2 separate regions of the Hordeum vulgare genome follow, and region 1 is linked to region 2. Evidence: chromatin contacts called from public Hi-C data. All regions are on one chromosome and are shown on one strand. Each heading gives the region's core, a stretch centred on a gene start, on an enhancer-like site or on the middle of the called end of the contact. The rest is flanking DNA. Distances are from core to core; before and after follow the strand shown.

The links. Hi-C and Micro-C count contacts between places; a contact is called where the count stands out from the background.
Region 1: a Hi-C map of leaf shows a contact between it and region 2, with 4 times the contacts expected there. The contact joins the promoter of LOC123447431 here to the enhancer-like site in region 2. A contact is called at or near these places in 3 of 6 Hi-C or Micro-C datasets (leaf and seedling).

What each region holds. Positions count from the first base shown.
Region 1 is chr4H:597,276,389-597,279,702 of MorexV3_pseudomolecules_assembly, forward strand. LOC123447431 reads right to left here and starts at 1,774. Exons shown (of 2, transcript XM_045124030.1): 1 at 848-1,774; 2 at 392-663. The coding sequence starts at 1,425. The coding sequence ends at 880.
Region 2 is chr4H:597,182,314-597,186,071 of MorexV3_pseudomolecules_assembly, forward strand. No RefSeq gene overlaps it. Among protein-coding and RNA genes, the nearest start is that of LOC123447430, 47 kb to the left of the region's middle. Within about 2 kb of position 1,503, at least 3 of the 3 cell types and tissues checked have open chromatin away from gene starts, as enhancers often do. A contact at or near this core is called in leaf and seedling, where this site is marked.

The sequences.
Region 1 (3,314 bases), core at 524-3,023, 94 kb after region 2:
GTCTAGCTAGACCAATTGGTGCTTTGTGCTAGCCGGTGGGCGGATTGGTTAGGTCATCGAAATAGATTGATGCGAGGTCAGGCCACATCATCAACAGCTTGTAGGTGTAACAACAATAGTTGCCTAGATGATGGCTTCAAGTTGATCCACATATTTGTTTTGTTAGGGTTCTCTTGAATAATATAATAAAATTATTATATACATCGTTTGATGTAGAAGCTGGGGATAATTCTCCTTTTTGAAGAAAAAAAACGTGACCGCTTCTCCTGTAGTATATTTCACTAAAAGTCCAAAACCCAACATTGGCAACTCTTGCCGAATTTAGCAGCAGAATGTATTATGGGTCTCTTCCATGCGACAAAACAAATTGAAGTAGGAGCAAACGGTTCAAGGAGTGGTATTATACAGAGTTAATTATTGCATGGCTTACATCGATCTCGCCCAATTGGAGTCCAAAACTCCATATTAACAAAAAATATTTCTGGAAGTATTAACGACGCAAACAACAACAAAACTTGCACTAGAAAATAACAACAAAAATAACACAATAACATTAACGCATGGAGAGCTCTCCCAGTACACTTTTCAAGGACGGACTGCAGGCTCGCCTTCGACACAACTGATATTTGGGAAATATCGGAACATCCATCGATTGAAATTAACCTGCCAATAGATTATGTAATTTATTAATATGGGAATGTAATTTGTTAATTAATTCTGCCGCAATCAAGAACACCTAACTGTAGAGGCGCTAATGGACGTCGAGCTACCTCAATTCCTCACGGCAAAGAGGGGGAAATCGATGAGGAAATAGAGCGAAAAGTAAGATTTAAATTGTAGCAGGTACCTGTGCAAGAACACGAATGGTGCGCAATGATCCTAGAGGCGGAGCTCGAGTTCGAGCTCCTCACCGGCGCTTGCAACGGAGGCCCTCGTGCTGAGCATGTCCACCGCGACGCCATGTCCGGCGGGCGAATCCACAAGGAGCTGCGCGTGGTCTCCAAAGCGTGGAGCGCCGCTACCCCACCTCTCGGGCCTGGCATCAGCGCCAGTTGACACGCTGCCACCGCCGTGCGATAAGATGGAGGTGCTCATGGATCGGCCGCTGCCGGAATCAACGGCGGTGCCACGGATGTGGCCTTCGTCGTAGGGGCCGTACATGTAGGGGTCGCTGAAGCTGCCGAGGCGGTCCTTGCGGTGCGCGTTCTGGTGGCCGCCGAGCGCCTGTGACTTGAGGAAGGTCTTGTTGCAGAAGAGGCACGGGAACAGCCGCACGTCCTTGCCGTTCACGCGCGCTGTCGGCGTTGCCACCTCCCTGATCTCTTCCCGGCCATGGTTGCCGGCTGCCGACCCGAACGACAGCGTCAGATCCGCTGCCGCAGCCGCTGCCTGCGAGTGGAACCACGATGGCTTGGCGTTGTCCATCCAAGTATATATATACTGCTGTTGCTGCAGTGTCACTCTTAAGGTCTAAAAGCACTCTACAACACAAGACTATGAACGACAGATGATCGATGATAATGGTAGCGGCGGCACTTCTATATTGGGAATATATGCTAACAGAGGAGGACGAATGGGAACGGAGCACGCTCTGCCTGCGATATGATGGGCATAAATAGACCCCTCTAGTCGAATGCTACTACTGTTTTCACTTAAAAAAAGAAAATAGATCCCTCCTTTTATCAAAAAAGAAGAAAATAAAATAGATCACATCCCATTGACAGGGAGCGGAGGCGCTACAGACCTGCCGTAGCATTGGCTGACTGACGACATGATGCTCACCTTTTTTTCCCAAAAACTTTCGATTGCAGTACAACAAAGCTAAAAATAATAAAAATTACATTCAGATTTGTAAACCATCTAAAAAAATACGAACACTGAAGTGAGCTGAATATGCATGGTCGTCATCGTCCGTTCCTCATCAAAACTGGATAAAAATTGTTGTGGTAAATAGTTGGAAAGTCGCCTTACCAAGGTCCTATAAAATCAGGCACCTGAACAACAATATCGCAGTCAATAAAAAGAAGCTTATATCAAAAGTATACAAATCGAAGACACATGAATATAAACAAATCAAGACCGGATCCGAGCAAATTCATCAAAGACTACCATCGACCGAATCCAACGAGATCCGCCGAAGACACATCTCAACATGCCCTCGACGATGCCAAGCACCCCTGGGATGAGGGCTAGGTGAGGACAACCTTATTTCATCTTCAAAGAGCCACCACCATCGCGCCTCCGTGAGCATGATACAAGCCCTAACAAATTTAAATCTATAGCCAATAATATTATTGGCTATAGATGTGTTTCTCCATTTTTTTGGTATGTCCACCTACCCAAAGTTATTGATAAAGTTGAACCAAATTACCCACCATAACACCTGTAAGTGGCAAAAAACTCTTTGTAAATTGTTTTTACGATTTTTCTTCTGCCAATGAAAATGCCCCTAAATTTTAAGTAAATTGTCTACCCTGCGCCACACGTGAGATAAACTCTTCATTAATTGTTTCTCGAATTTGTTTCATCTGTCATTGAAACCGCCCCTAAAGTTGAAGTAATTACCCACCCGCCATCCATAAGTGAAAAACTCTTCCTTAATTGTTGATCTAAAGTATTCTTTTGTAATCAAAATTATCACTAAAGTTCAAATAAATTACCCACCCTGTCACCCGTAAAAGTGAAAAAACAAGTGTTCCTCTGCATTATTCGTATGTCACATGACCCTCTAGTTTTCCATCCATCAAGAGACTAAACTTTTTTTCTTGTTCTCATACGCACATTAAAGATGTACACAAAAAAGCATTGATGCACTTTTAATATCTTTCGTTCTGAAAAATGCCATAAAAATGGATAGATTCGAAAAAATTATAGGTTACGTATAGTTTGTTTTGTTGTTAGAGAGATAGATAAATGAATGGATGAAACAAAGTATCATCTCAAGGGGAACACCTCCGAGTGGCATATGTTTTGCAGCAACGTTGTTTCACTCCTGTTTCGAAAAAATTTAGGCGCTCGATATGTCCTCCTTTTAGCAAAGGTCATGCCAAAATATCGGCTTGCTTGTGACAGAATGTATGACATATCCAGTGCGTTAGATTTGCCGAAATGTTCCAGACTACGGAGTGCGGGCGGAAGAAGTCATCCGTTTGGTGGAGGAGCCATGTTCTCTCACTAAAAAAGCCACATCCATATATTAGAATTTCTTGTAGAAAGCGCCAGTAACATCATCTTAGTTCGGTCTGGCTATCAAGAGAATCGTACCATTATAATCACATGCCTTCCATTGGCATACAAATTGTGTTCCTTTTAAC
Region 2 (3,758 bases), core at 253-2,752:
CTATCATACTAAGCACACGATTCATCGCTCTCATACTAAGCATACCACACAATCTATGAGAAGGAACATACATCTACAACAAACATCATGCTACAAATGAACCATCAATAGCTACAAATCACAGATCTAAGCACGAATCAACACAAGCACAAGTTTCAACTTCAAACTCTACTACTAATCTAGCCTACCACATGCTTGAACATCTAACCCTATCACAAATTGCAACCGCAGTATAGCAATCAAGGATATGAGCTCACAGATAAGAGCACTAATCAACCATGCATCTACATCAAACCCTAGCTGCAGCTCAGATCTAGTTAGAAGGAACAGAGAGAAAGTGGGATTGAACTCACAGAAGCCATGTATGCAGCTCGAGGACGAGGGGGAACGGTCATAGAAGATAACCGTCGACCACTGAAGGACCGCCGACGTCGTGGACCACCGGCCGATGAAGATGCCTCGCTTACCTGCTCGTCGGTGCCGATGCGCGTCGGCGGCAAAGCTCGAAAGGGGGGAGAATAGTGGCAGGAGTTGGGGCGGTGAGGGAGGGGGCTAAATAGGGGCGGACTCGGCGGGAGGTGAGCCGAAATCCTCTCGTTGATTTTTCGGCGACGCGGGCGAGCTCGCGCCATCTCCTTGGTCGCACGAGGAGAGAAGCGCGTCGCCGTCCCTTCGTCGCCCGAGCCAGGCTCGCGAGCTACTGCTGATTCAAGCGTTTCCCCTTGGCCTGGCCTGAAGCCGCTTTAAGGTTCGTGCCATGCGGGACATACAGTAAAGGCAGGCAACCAAACGGGCCACTTCCTTTTCCGCGCGGGCCAGGCTAGGCCTAATGCAGGGAACCAAACGCGTCCTAGGTGAACGGTAAAAGCACAGTCCGAGACAAAGGACAAGCATACACACTAACGTCCATCTCATGTCCGCCTGAACGAAAATCTATCATAAATTTGAGCCAGAAATGCGTACAGAGGAACACAAGACAAACATAATATAAGACTACGTCAAATGATTAAAATATCGTTTCTATTCCCTCCGTCTCAGTTTACAAGTCCAGCACATGTACATAGGTCGTTAATTTGACAAAGTTAATGAAAAACATATATTATAAAAAATATATCATTAGAAATTTTAGATGTTCTATTTTCTAATAATATAATTTTTATATTAAATAATATATTTTATATAAATTAAATTGATAATCTAAATAAACGTGCATGCTTTTTAAACTGTGACAGGAGGGGTATCAGTTTTAATCCAAACGCACACATGTGTACCAAATGCGGTCACGGCCTAGCAGTGCCCGAATGGGCCAGTTCGGTCATTTGCGGGTGTTTTGGTATACCCTGACGTTGCGACACGCGTCGAGGTGCCACCATATGTGCGGACAAGCTAGGCGGTCTTTTTCCATTTATGTTAGCAGTCACAGCACCCATGTGACTAGAGGCGACACTCCGTACAGCCTATGCGACAAAAGCACTTGCTGCGGTGGGGGGTCCGGTTGCACTCAGACTGAGAGTGGAGCTGTGGACCTCGACGGACCCGCCAATTAATTATGCGACGCAGATGGCAGTGCAGTGCGGCCGATGGGTCATAATTGGTGACAATGCTAGTACGCCAAGTGACACTACAGTTGGCCTGGAGCAGTACGTGTACGTGTGATGCATCATGCATTCCGTCCCTGCTAGCATATGTGCCACAAAACCTTTCTTAGATACTAGTACTAGTATCATCATCATATCGCGACAACAATAGATGCAACATGTCGAGATGCGTTCCTCTTCGCGTAGCTCAAAGGCCAACGGATGTTTTTTGATCGGGTTTCCGCAAGAGCAAACTCCAGATTAACAGTACGTTTTGAGGACCAATTAACCGAGCTTTTCTCCGTACCATGAAGGACATGAGAGTATCTACAGCCAAGCTTGATAAGCCAATCTTTAAACATCTGCGGACACGTCGGTGAACGTTGACCGGTCACATCTAAGTCTTTCTTGCTCACGGGCTTTATTTTATATATAGATTGAGGCTCTGAAGTTAAAATAACCAGTGTCTTAGTCTACTTTCACTACTAGGAAAAAAGCCTAGTAATAGCGTGAGTTTTACCGTAGCAGTAGCGCGGGGGTCTGTGCTACTGCTAGGACACTACAACTAATTTGTAGTAGTAGCGTGTGTCATTCCGCGCTACCACTATGTGTGATAATAATAACGTGGGTACCACCCGTGCTACTACTAATTATATGTAGCGCGTGGATGTGAGCAACGACTACTATGAATTTTGAAAATAAAAAATATCAATCCCGTGTGTATTGTCAATGGTGGTAATAATTCAATCCAGTGATGGCACGGGTCGCCTGAGTCGCGGACGGGCAGCGGCAGACCAAATCCGACGACGGTTGCTAGAGAGGGTCCAAATCCAAGGCAGAGAAAGGCGACAGTGTGGAGCTCCTGTTCGCAGCCAAGGTAAATAGCTCCTCGTTGTCCATGGCGACGACATGCACTGGCATGAGCAATGAGGGTGAGTCAAACAAGAGGGAGAGAGAGAACTAGAAACGAGGGAGGGAGAGGGAGAGGGAGAGGGAGAGGGAGAGGGAGAGAGAGAGAGAGAAACGAGAGAGAGAGAGAGGGAGAGAAACGAGGGTGAGAGGAAGGTGATGGAGGGAACAACGGGGTTAGTCACCGAGGTGAGGTGCTCCGGCATGGTGGCATGAAGGTGCGAGGCGGCGTCCTCTTTCGATAACATGGAGGAGGCGAACATGGGCAGGCCCTGTGGGAGAGCCTATGGAGAGAAGGGAAGAGTGACGAGAGAGAGGAGGGATTCGGAGACGGATATGGGGATTCCAGGGTTGTTGAAAAACTTTTTACATAGTAGTAGCACGAAATTTATACCCCGCACTACTACTACGGTCTGTCGCGGGTGCCACGACGGAGACCACTTAGTAGCAGCATAGGTTTATACCCCGCGCTACCACTATGAACTTAATAGTAGCGCGGGATTTATACCCCACGCTAGTACTACGGCATGTCCCGGGGGGCACAGTGGACACCACATAGTAGTAGCGCGAGTATCTACCACGCGCTACTACTATCAACTTAGTAGTAGCGTGGGTTATACCCCTCGCAACTACTAATTAGTAGTAGCCCGGGTTTATACGCCTCGCTACTGCTAAACCTTCACCTATAAGCTTTTTCCTAGTAGTGTTCCTACTCATCTTTCTCTGAACTAAGGGTAAACTCATTATGATTTCCTCGTTAATTATGAGCCGGCGTGTCATATACCGGACCATGAGCCGACCTTCTCCTCAAGACGCCTCCTGGGCCTTGAATTTCATGGTTAACCACATCCCATACACTGATATTGATTATGAGCCGCCACTAGTGACGGGTCATACCCTCGCATGGTCATACCATGGGGTATATCCCCAACATTAGCCCTAGGTTAACTTGGAATTATCTACGTTAACCTTCGCGTTGAAATTATCTTCGGGTCATCTTGAGTGAACTAGAACTCCCTTTATCCCCTCCACTCATTCCCCGGCTTGTGATATTACCCTTCTTAGCACTTCACGCTCCTTCTTAATTTCATGACTACATCTTATAGAATCCTTGTTATTCGCGCATGACATCATTGATACTTCTCCGTGTATCTACTTTTCCAAACACTTTTGCTCTTGTTTCAAACTCTAATTTGCATGATTTGAACAAAACAAACCGTACTAACGTTGTTTTCAGCAGAACTACCTTGGTGTTCTTTTTGTGCAATTGGA